Regions from separate parts of the Sus scrofa genome. Here all the other regions are linked to region 3. The links are chromatin contacts, called in public HiChIP or PLAC-seq maps. All regions are on one chromosome and are shown on one strand. Each heading gives the region's core, a stretch centred on a gene start, on an enhancer-like site or on the middle of the called end of the contact. The rest is flanking DNA. Distances are from core to core; before and after follow the strand shown.

Region 1 (3,148 bases), core at 5-2,504, 55 kb after region 3:
GCCCAGGAAGGGCCTGGGGGCAGGGCAGTCCGCAGCCCTCCAAGGAGAGGCTGGGCCGAGGGCCTGGCCTGGGGAGCGCAGTCCCAGGAGGGCCGGCCCAGCGCGGGGCGGGGGTGGGGTGGGGGGAGGAGCCTCCGCTGCGCTGGGAGCTGGAGGGGGCCCAGGAGGTGGGAGGGGGAGGAGATGGGGGCCGAGCCGTGGGAGGGAGCAGGGGGTACCGGGAAGAGGCTGACAGCCCGGCCAAGAGTCGGCCTGGGGAGGTCGGGAAGCGGCAGTGTAGGAGCGACCCCGAGGCCCGGGAACGGAGGTGAGCGGGGAGCGGCAGTGGCTGGACGGCAGGACGGGCGGGCAAAGGGCGCTGCTCCAAAGGGCGATATCTGTCAACTTGTCTGGAGCCCTGTCTTTCAGGCAACGCCCCGGGGAGCTTTTCACTGCGGGGGCCTCAGTTTCCACCCCTTTGGCTTTCTGGTCCTAAGACCACTCTCCCCCGCAGCGTCGTCGGGACCGTCCAGTCCTGAGGCGACCCCAGTCACAGGTTGGGGGGGCTGGGAGCGGGATGGGGGGAAGGCCCCAGAAAAAAAGGACTGGGGAGGGAGGGTCTGCCCGAAGAAGAAGAAGAAAGCCAAGGGTGGGACCAAGGCGAGCCCCCCATTTCCGGGGGTGGGGGCAGGTAGGGCTGATGGCAAGGGGCACTTTTAGCCCAGGAAGGGTTAAGTGTCCTCCTGTTCCCACCCGCTCTAGACCCCTCCCACGTGTTTACGTCCTCCCAAAAATATTCAGCCTCCTCCCAAAAATATTCAGCCTCCCTGGCCTCTCTTTGGTGCTTGCCCCTGCCCCCCCTCCACCCCCAGTTGGGGTGCGAGAGGGTGAGGGTCAGGGCCCCGGGCCCCTTGGAGCCAGTAGTTTGGGGACAGCCAGCAGGAGAGGGGCATCAGAGAGGATGGGAGAGAAAATGGGCCCCCAAAGCGGGGCAAGCTGGAGTGGGCAGCAGCGCAGCTTCTCAAGCTCTTGCCTGAGGCCGAAGGCCAACTCAGCCCCGACCCAGGACTGCGCCAGACCCGGGCTGAGCTGGACCTGGAGAGTGGGGGAGGGTGGGAGGAGCAGGGGAATCCCAGGGGAATGGGAGAGGGACACTCCCTGCCCTCCGCCTCTGCCAGACGTGGCCCCTGAGCCGCAGGGCCAGGGAGCTGCCCCACCCCGACCCCCCAAGCTGGCTGAACCCTAACCCTAACCCTTTGCAGGATCAGGGTGATCAAGGTGAAGCCATGTGGCAGCTGCTGCTCCCGCTGGCCCTGTGGCTGGGCACCATGGGCTTGGGCAGGGCTGAGCTCACAGCGGCCCAGCTCCGTGGCCTGCAGGTGGCCCTGGAGGAGTTCCACAAGCACCCACCCGTGCAGTGGGCCTTCCGGGAGACTGGTGTGAACAGTGCCATGGACACGGTGAGCGGCACCCCAGGGAGGGGAGGGGGACGGGACCACTGCACGGGAGTCCAGCATGTTCCCCAGGAGCAAATGCAAAAGTGCTTGGGCCCTGTGAGCACCCAGCTCTCCGGAGAAAGGCCACGGCCTCAGCCACCCCCTGGGATGTGCTGTTTCAAGGTGGGACAGGTCACATCCAGGAAGTGCTCTGCTGGCTCAGCTGGCTGCTGGCCTTCCTGTCTGTCGGCAGCCCTTCCCGGCCGGGACCTTTGTGAGGCTGGAATTTAAGCTCCAGCAGACCAGCTGCCGGAAGAGGGACTGGAAGAAAGCTGAGTGCAAGGTCAAGCCCAACGGGGTGAGTGAGGGCCAGCGTGTGTGACAGGGTGTGCGCTCCGTGAGAGTATGCAATTGGGGGTGGGTAGGAGATGCATCGAGAATGAGGTTGAAGACCTCAGAGGGGGTGGCCTGGGTCTGAGCCCAGGGTCGTGATGGTTTCGGGTGGGCTGCGGGCCTGGACAGACCAGAGGAGGACGGTTGGGCTTCTCTCTGAGGACGCACGTTCTTCAGACTGATCCTCCCTCCATCCAAGTTCCTCTCTCAGGCTTCAGGTCACGGGTGGAAGAAGCCCTGGTGAATTCCTCCCTTCCTGTGAGTTTTCAAGTAGAGATGGTCCAGCCTGGGCTGCTTCATACCAGGGCTTGATTCATCAGCCACGTTGGGAGCAAAATCACTGCCACAGGCCGACCCCTGGGCTGGGAGCACAGCCATCTGGGTCCTTGTCCCAGCTCTGCCGCACCCGCCCTGGGGCTCTGCAGGTTCTTTGGAGGCCTCAGTCCCCTCTATCTGTTAAGGGGGGTCTGGGTTACACTAGTGGTTTCCAGACCTTTATACCAGGACCCTTGTGTTCAAATCAAATCTTACAAGAAAATGCAAACAGATGACAGCAGAGTGGCTCGGGTGGAAGTCCAGTGTGGAGAACCCACCTGGGACGGACACACACACACACACACACACACACACCCCCACACACTCGTGCACTCTCCCAATCTCGATAGTTAGAAAACCGCAAGATGGTTTGACTTCGGCAGTTTCCCAGTGGGAGGGTGGTTGGTGCCTGGAACCAGCAGAACTGCCAATGGACTGTGACCCCACTGTAGGCTGCCCCCAGCTTCCACCCTCATGGGGCCATAGGCCTCCCTTCATCACCTTCCTCCCTGGCCCCATGCCCCCCTCCCCAGAGAAAGCGGAAGTGCCTAGCCTGCATCAAGCTGAACTCTGAGGATAAAGTCCTGGGCCGGATGGTTCACTGCCCCATAGAGACTCAGGTCCAACGGGTAAGAGTTGGCAGAGGCGCGAGGGGGAGGCTTGGGGGGGGGCTGCAGGGGAGGTCCGGGTGCAGGGGTGTGGAGGTGTGAAAGGCAGCAGGAGAGAAGAGGATGAGGGTGGGAGGGGCGAGGAGGAGCTCTGGGCAGGGCCCAGACGTTCCCTAGAGAATGCGGATGAGCAGTGGACGCTGCCAGGCCTCCCCCTGGGCCGGCCTGAGCGGGCGCTGGTGCCCACAGGAGCCCGAGGAGCGCCAGGAAGCTCAGTGCAGCCGGGTGGAGCGGGCCGGCGAGGACCCCCACAGCTACTACTTCCCAGGACAATTTGCCTTCTTCAAAGCCTTGCCCCCCAGCTGAGGCCCTGCTGGTAGGTGGCCAGGGAGATCAGAGCAGGGATGGCAGGCCGGA
Region 2 (3,070 bases), core at 220-2,719, 35 kb after region 3:
GGGGGTGATCCTGCCTCTGCCTCCCTTGGGTGCTAGGGGTTACTGCGGCAGGAAAAGGGGAGGAAGGAAGAGATGGTAATCTCTGTCCCCTGGCCCCCAACGCCGCCGCCGCCTGCCCCACATTCAGTGCCTCCAAAGCTGGGGAGCTGGGATTCCTGCAGGAGAACCTCCTCCACCCGCTGCAGGGTGAGGTGGCCCTTTAGACTCGGAAGGGACCTTCAGTGCCTGCCCACAAGTTCCAGACACATCTTCCTAAATTCCCCAGAGCCTATCCTCCTCCCCAGGAGCACAGACATGACTCATTCCAACGGCCAGACTGAGCCCAGGGGAGACTCCCAGGACAGGAGAACCGGCCCCTCCCCCCCAGCAGGATGGAGCAGCCTGAGCACCCGGGCCATGGAATGGTTTGAGAACCCCCAAAAGAAGCCCACACTCTACCCTGGCGGCTGTGGAGCTGGAGATGAGGCTTTTTCCAGCTCCTCCTGGGGATACTTCTGCGGCTGGAGCGCCTGCTTCGGCCCACACAGTGGTAGCCCCCAGATGTCAGAGAAAACTGCAGCAGTAAAGACACCCCTACCCCCATGGCAGAGCTCAGACCTCCGAAGGCAGAGAGGCCAGCCTTACCTGTGGGGAGGGGAGAGAAAACGTGCGTGAGGCTCTGAGCTCCCCTGGGGTAGGCATCTTTGTGTCCTCGCCGGCCACAACCTCCTCCCCCACCCCTGCCCCACACCCGGCCTGGCAGAGTGACCTTAATGGATACTGGATTAATAAATAAACGTGCCCCCTTCGCCAAGGAAGCACAGGGCTGCGTTTGGGGGTCACTTCCTCCACAAGTAAGGTCACAGCGTGAATTCTCCATGCTGATGGCCAAAGGCCGGCCAATGGCAGGAACTCTGGAAGCTCTGCTGGCTCCCCTTCCCCCACCCTCCTCCCCACAGGAATTCCAGGCCGGTTTCCCAGGGGGCTGCGCAGGCGGACTCGAGCGACCAGGACTTGGTCAGAATCCCCTGGCGCGTCCCAAATGGGCAAGGGCCGTTTAGACCCCACACCCCCCCTTTTGTATTCGCGCGTGTTCCCCCCCCCCCCGTGCACGTTCGCGGACACACGGCTCGCGCTCCCGGAGGGGGCCCTTTCGGGTCCCCACGCACAGCGCAGCTCGCCGAGCCTGTGCGCAGGTGCGCGGGGCTCGCCCCCCCCATTCGGTCCAGCGGGATCCCCCCCCACAGCGCGCACACGGTCACGCGCCCGGCAGGTTAGGGCCGCCCCGCCACGAGCCCGCGTGGAACCCCGCGCCCTGCCCGGGACGAACCTCTCCGGCGGGGAGCGCGGAGGCGCGTGGCGCGTCCATGAGGCCGGAAAGCCGGCGCCGGCTGCCGCGCTCCCCACCTCGCCGCGGCGACAGCAGCAGGTTCGAGTTCACCACTGCCAGGCCCGTGCCCAGCCCCCCCGCCGGTTCCCAGCGCCACGTGACTACAGGAGCTGCCGAGGGTCAGTTGCGGGCTCGGGCCGGCGGCCGGCGGCCGCGGCCGGAGGGCGGGGCGGGCAGCCGGGCCGGCCGCGCGGGGCTTCTCCCGCGTCCCCAGCGCCCCCTCGCGGGCCCGGCCTCGGCCGGGGGCGGCCGCCGCGGGCCCGACTCCGTTGCCATGGCGACGCAGCCCGGATTTTCCCGGCCCGGCTCAAGTTTCCCGACCCTTTGTCCCTTCGGAGGGCGTGCGTCCCTGGGCGACCGCGTGGCCAGACTGCGGTCACTCGACTAGACCCGGCCTCAATGGCTTAAACTCTCCTAACTGGCCCGAACCTTCGAGAGGGCGCTCCCTGCCCCGGGTCGTCCCCTGCTCTACTCCCGCCACCTCGACCTCTGGTGGCGCTAGGGAATCTGAAAGCCGCGGGGCCTGAGCGGCGCCGGACTCCACCTGGCCCGGGGCGCGGTTGACCCCAAAGTCGGCCTTCTGGGTTGTAAAAAGGTGGAGAAAGGAGAAGCTCGATCGGGTCAACTTTGAAAAAGGAATGCCCTCGCTTCCAGAAATTAGCGGAGTGCAGGCATTCCCGGCTCCGGCGGCCGCGGGGCGGTCTTCGCACCCGGGGGCGTTTCGCTTGGAAACGGACTGCAGCGGGTAGGCGTGTGCAGAGGCAGGTGTAAGCCTGCGTTCGTTCGTGACTCACCGGCTAGCAGGTGGCCTTGGCGTTTTCCAGGCTTGTACAATTTCATGTAGTGTTATGCTTTTCAACACAGGCAACTTTCTAATTGTCTAATTATTTGTAAAGCATAATAAAATCTGTTGCATAAGCAGGAAATAAAATACAAAAAGTTTCTAATACTTTTGCCTCCTAGAATTAGTTACATTCAGCGTTTTGGCATGTATCATCGGGTATTCTTTTCTACGCTTATCTATGCATGTTTGACATCATTGGGATAATGCCTTGCAAAGATATGTTCTGCCTTTTTCACCTAACAATATTATGAATTTTCTGCCGTTTTATTGGACATTCTTTAATAACATGATTTTTTTTCTTTTTTTTTTTTTTTCTGCTTTTTAGGGCCACCACACCCGTGGCATAGGGGTCCAATCGGAGCCACAGCTGCTGGCCTAGGCCACAGCAACAGCAGATCTGTGCCCCATCTGCGACTTATTCCTGAGCAGGGCCAGGGATGGAACCCACATCCTCATGGATATTAGTCAGGTTGTTACCACTGAGACACAACAGGAGCTCCCATTAACATGAATTTTCATCTCAGCATAAATGCACATAAATTTTTCTACTTTTCTCTATCATTATGGACTCATATTTTATTGCATATGCCTGACTTAAAAATTCTAGAAATGAGGACTGATGGATTAAAGGCAAAGTATATTTTTCAAATGTTTTCTAAACTGTCTTTGAGGAAACTTTATTAGTTTTCTTTTGAGAAATGCCCCCTTTTCCATATCCCTGACAACCCAGACTATATTTTCAAATTTAAAGTTGTTCTTTCTCACTGTTTTGAATTTCACTTCTTAAATCACTACTTAGCTGGTTTGTTTTTCCACATAGTTATTGATTGTTTGTAATTTTTTGGTGAATTTGCTTG
Region 3 (2,870 bases), core at 177-2,676:
ACAACCTTGCCAACTCCTGGGGCCAGAGCGACCCTGGAGAAATATGGTAAACTCTGCGTCGGAACCCCGCCCCCACGAAAATATGTAGGCCTCCCACTCCGCTGCAGCAACCCACCCCATTCCGCCGCAAGCCCCGGTTTCCTGAGGGAATTCATGCAACCCACCCCCGGCTCCCACAGCGCCCGCGGGGAGCCACGCAACCCTGGATAAATACGTAATTAAGTCGCGGCGCTCGCCACTCCCAGAAAGGGTCTGCGCGGCTCCCGGCAAATACGGTAGCGCGCCCGCAGTGACCCGCCCCCCAGGGTCCGGCACTGGCCTCGATAAATACGGTAATCTCCCGCTGAGGCCCCAGCCCAGCCCGGCCCGGGACTCACGTGGCGCCGCCTCCCCAGCCCGCCGCCTCCTCCGCAGCGCCGCAGTCACCAACGTCGCCGCAGCCGCACAGCAGCCCCGTGAGGCTGGGAGGTCTAACGCGCCACAACCCGGCTGGGGGAACTAGGAGGACGGCGAACGCTGCGCCTGCCGGGGCAAGGGAGGGAACCAGGCGGGGGCCGGTCCGAGGACAGAACGCCCCTCTGGGCAGGTCGCCCCAATTCCCCCACCCCACCCCCAGGGCCCCTGTCCCAGCCATTCCCGGTTCAGGAGGCCCCAGTTCAGCAGTTAGAGCCTCAACCTCACTTCCCCCATCCCCGAGCAGGACTGCCCCCCAGCGCCCAGCAACCAGGGTCTGTGGACGCTGGAGGTCCAAAGTGTTTCCTCGCAAGAGAAGGAAGGGGGAGACTGCAGGAACGCCCCCCCCCCCCCCCGCGGAGTCTTTCTGAGCAGGGGTTTTTGGCAGGAGACAGAGCGCACCCTACGATAGGGCCCGGGTTATTAGGATAACTGGGGGATATGAGACAATTATAGCCCTACTGTCCTGTCCTCAGAAGTGAGCCCATTACAGTCAAGCCAAGGAGATCCCATGAAAGAGCCACTTATAACACTCAGGGGAAGCGACTGGTGTGGACAGGGCTGGGCTGAACTCCAGTTTCGAAATGTCACTTAATATTACCCCTTACCTATACTTCTCCTATTACAAAGCCCAATCCTATATATTATGTCATGGGAGACTTCTAGTAACCGGGTGCCATCTAGGTTATACAGTTGTCATTATCCCACTTTCTAGGTGGGAAAGTACAATAAAATGGAAACACAGAGCAGCTTGCCTCTGAGACCCGAGGCTCCAAGTGGCAGAGCCCAGGTCCAGGACTCAGCTCACTCTCCCTGGCACCACTCTGCTGCCTCGACCAGAAACCAGAAACTGTGCCCGCCGGGATCAGAAGAAATCATCTCATCCAGAGTGAGAAAATATCTGCAAGTTTGGTTTTTTGTTTTTTGGGGTTTTTTTGTTTTTTTTTGTTTTTGTTTTTGTTTTTGTTTTTACAGTTTATAAAGAAATTGAGCCTGGAGAGGTAAAATGATTTTTTGAAATTAAAAGTGCTAGAGGAACAGGAGTTCCCACTGAGGCTCAGCAGGTTAAGAACCTGACTAGTATCCATGAGGATGCAAGTTAGATCCCTGGACTCGCTCAGTGGCCTAAGGATCCTGTATTGCCATGAGCTGCAGTGTAGGTCACAGACGCGGCTCAAATCCCTCATTGCTGTGGCTGTGGTATAGGTCACAGCTCCAGCTCCAATTTACCCCTAGCCTGGGAACTTGTGTGTGCTGCAGGTGTGGCCCTAAAAAAAAAAGTGCTAGAGGAGCATCAGCCAGCCTTTTCCTCCAGGGCCCCTGTGTAGCTGCCAGGTGGATGAAGCAGGTGGGATGCTGGAATAAGTCCCGGCAGTGTTCCTCACAGCAGGTGGTGGCACTATTCTTGATGAAGGGCTCCAGGAGACACAGACCTCTCCGCCTCATGAGGTCCCTCCTGCAACTCTGCAGGTACCCAGTGTGCTTTTAGAGTCTGGGAAGTGAAGAATTCCAGGTGGGGGTCCACTGGGGATTAAAATCAATCCCTTACTGAAGGTCAGGCCTGGCAGCTTTCACCGCTTGCCAAGTGGATCAGTCTATTCCAACAGGGTCCCTCTCGGCTTCTTAAGGACCCCCCCCACCCCTACCCCCATCTGTGCTGCTCCCGTAGCACCTCATCCAGGTACATGGAGCTTTGTGAGTGAGACATCCCAAGCAGACTGGTATTTCAAATAGAGGGGGGCATTCTGGGAAGCCCGAAGAAATGAATCCACCTGGACAGATGTTTACCCCAAGGGCCGAGTGTAGAGCTCCTGTGGCTTTGACAGACCACACCCACACTCCACCCAGGCCCCTGGAGATCTGTTCATGGAGCAGCCACACCTCTTAGCTCTCCAGCTTCTGTTGCCAAAATTCTCCCCTGCCAGAGCCACCAGCTTTCATCTCTCCTGCAGGCCACACAGGAGAAATGGGGACACTTAATTAATGAGCAAATTTTTCAAAAGGGAAATCAACATCATACCTGAGGATGTCACCCATATTTTTAGCAGCATTTTCTAGGTAAACTGTGCCAAGGCAGAAAGGAGAGGAACACAGCTGGAGGTGGGGGGGGGAGGCAGACAGCACCCACTACCTAGTGGGAATGCCAAGGGCTCTGGGAGGCCTCCCTTCTCTGTTCTGCCTCTGTGTGTGATTTCTGCTGAGTCACTTGTTTCTCTGGTTTCATAAGCACCCCCCCATCTCCCCCTGCCGTTTTCATGTGCTTTGGTAAGCACAACAGAATGGCAGTGGGGAAATATTCTGCAAGCGCAGCTGTGCTTCTTCCTACAGGCAGGGCCAAAGGCTGGCATGGCATCCCCAGCACTCTGCAAGGCTCATGTGACAGCCTGACTCTGGACCCTGCTCACAGCCAAGACTCC

Evidence for each region. HiChIP or PLAC-seq counts read pairs in DNA pulled down with a chosen protein or histone mark.
Region 1: a contact with region 3 is called in an H3K27ac HiChIP or PLAC-seq map of skeletal muscle. The contact joins the promoter of RARRES2 here to the promoter of LOC110257542 in region 3. A contact is called at or near these places in 2 of 47 Hi-C or Micro-C datasets (epiblast stem cells and liver) and 1 of 2 datasets of contacts at active chromatin or transcription factors (skeletal muscle).
Region 2: a contact with region 3 is called in an H3K27ac HiChIP or PLAC-seq map of skeletal muscle. The contact joins the promoter of REPIN1 here to the promoter of LOC110257542 in region 3. A contact is called at or near these places in 1 of 5 promoter capture datasets (liver), 2 of 47 Hi-C or Micro-C datasets (both in liver) and 1 of 2 datasets of contacts at active chromatin or transcription factors (skeletal muscle).

What each region holds. Positions count from the first base shown.
Region 1 is chr18:55,903,960-55,907,107 of Sscrofa11.1, reverse strand. RARRES2 (retinoic acid receptor responder 2) reads left to right here and starts at 1,254. Exons shown (of 5, transcript NM_001123186.1): 1 at 1,254-1,439; 2 at 1,669-1,773; 3 at 2,657-2,752; 4 at 2,981-3,107. The coding sequence starts at 1,266. The coding sequence ends at 3,097.
Region 2 is chr18:55,923,928-55,926,997 of Sscrofa11.1, reverse strand. REPIN1 (replication initiator 1) reads right to left here and starts at 1,469. Exons shown (of 2, transcript XM_021078721.1): 1 at 439-1,469. The coding sequence starts at 859.
Region 3 is chr18:55,959,193-55,962,062 of Sscrofa11.1, reverse strand. LOC110257542 (zinc finger and SCAN domain-containing protein 2-like) reads right to left here and starts at 1,426. Exons shown (of 3, transcript XM_021078811.1): 1 at 378-1,426.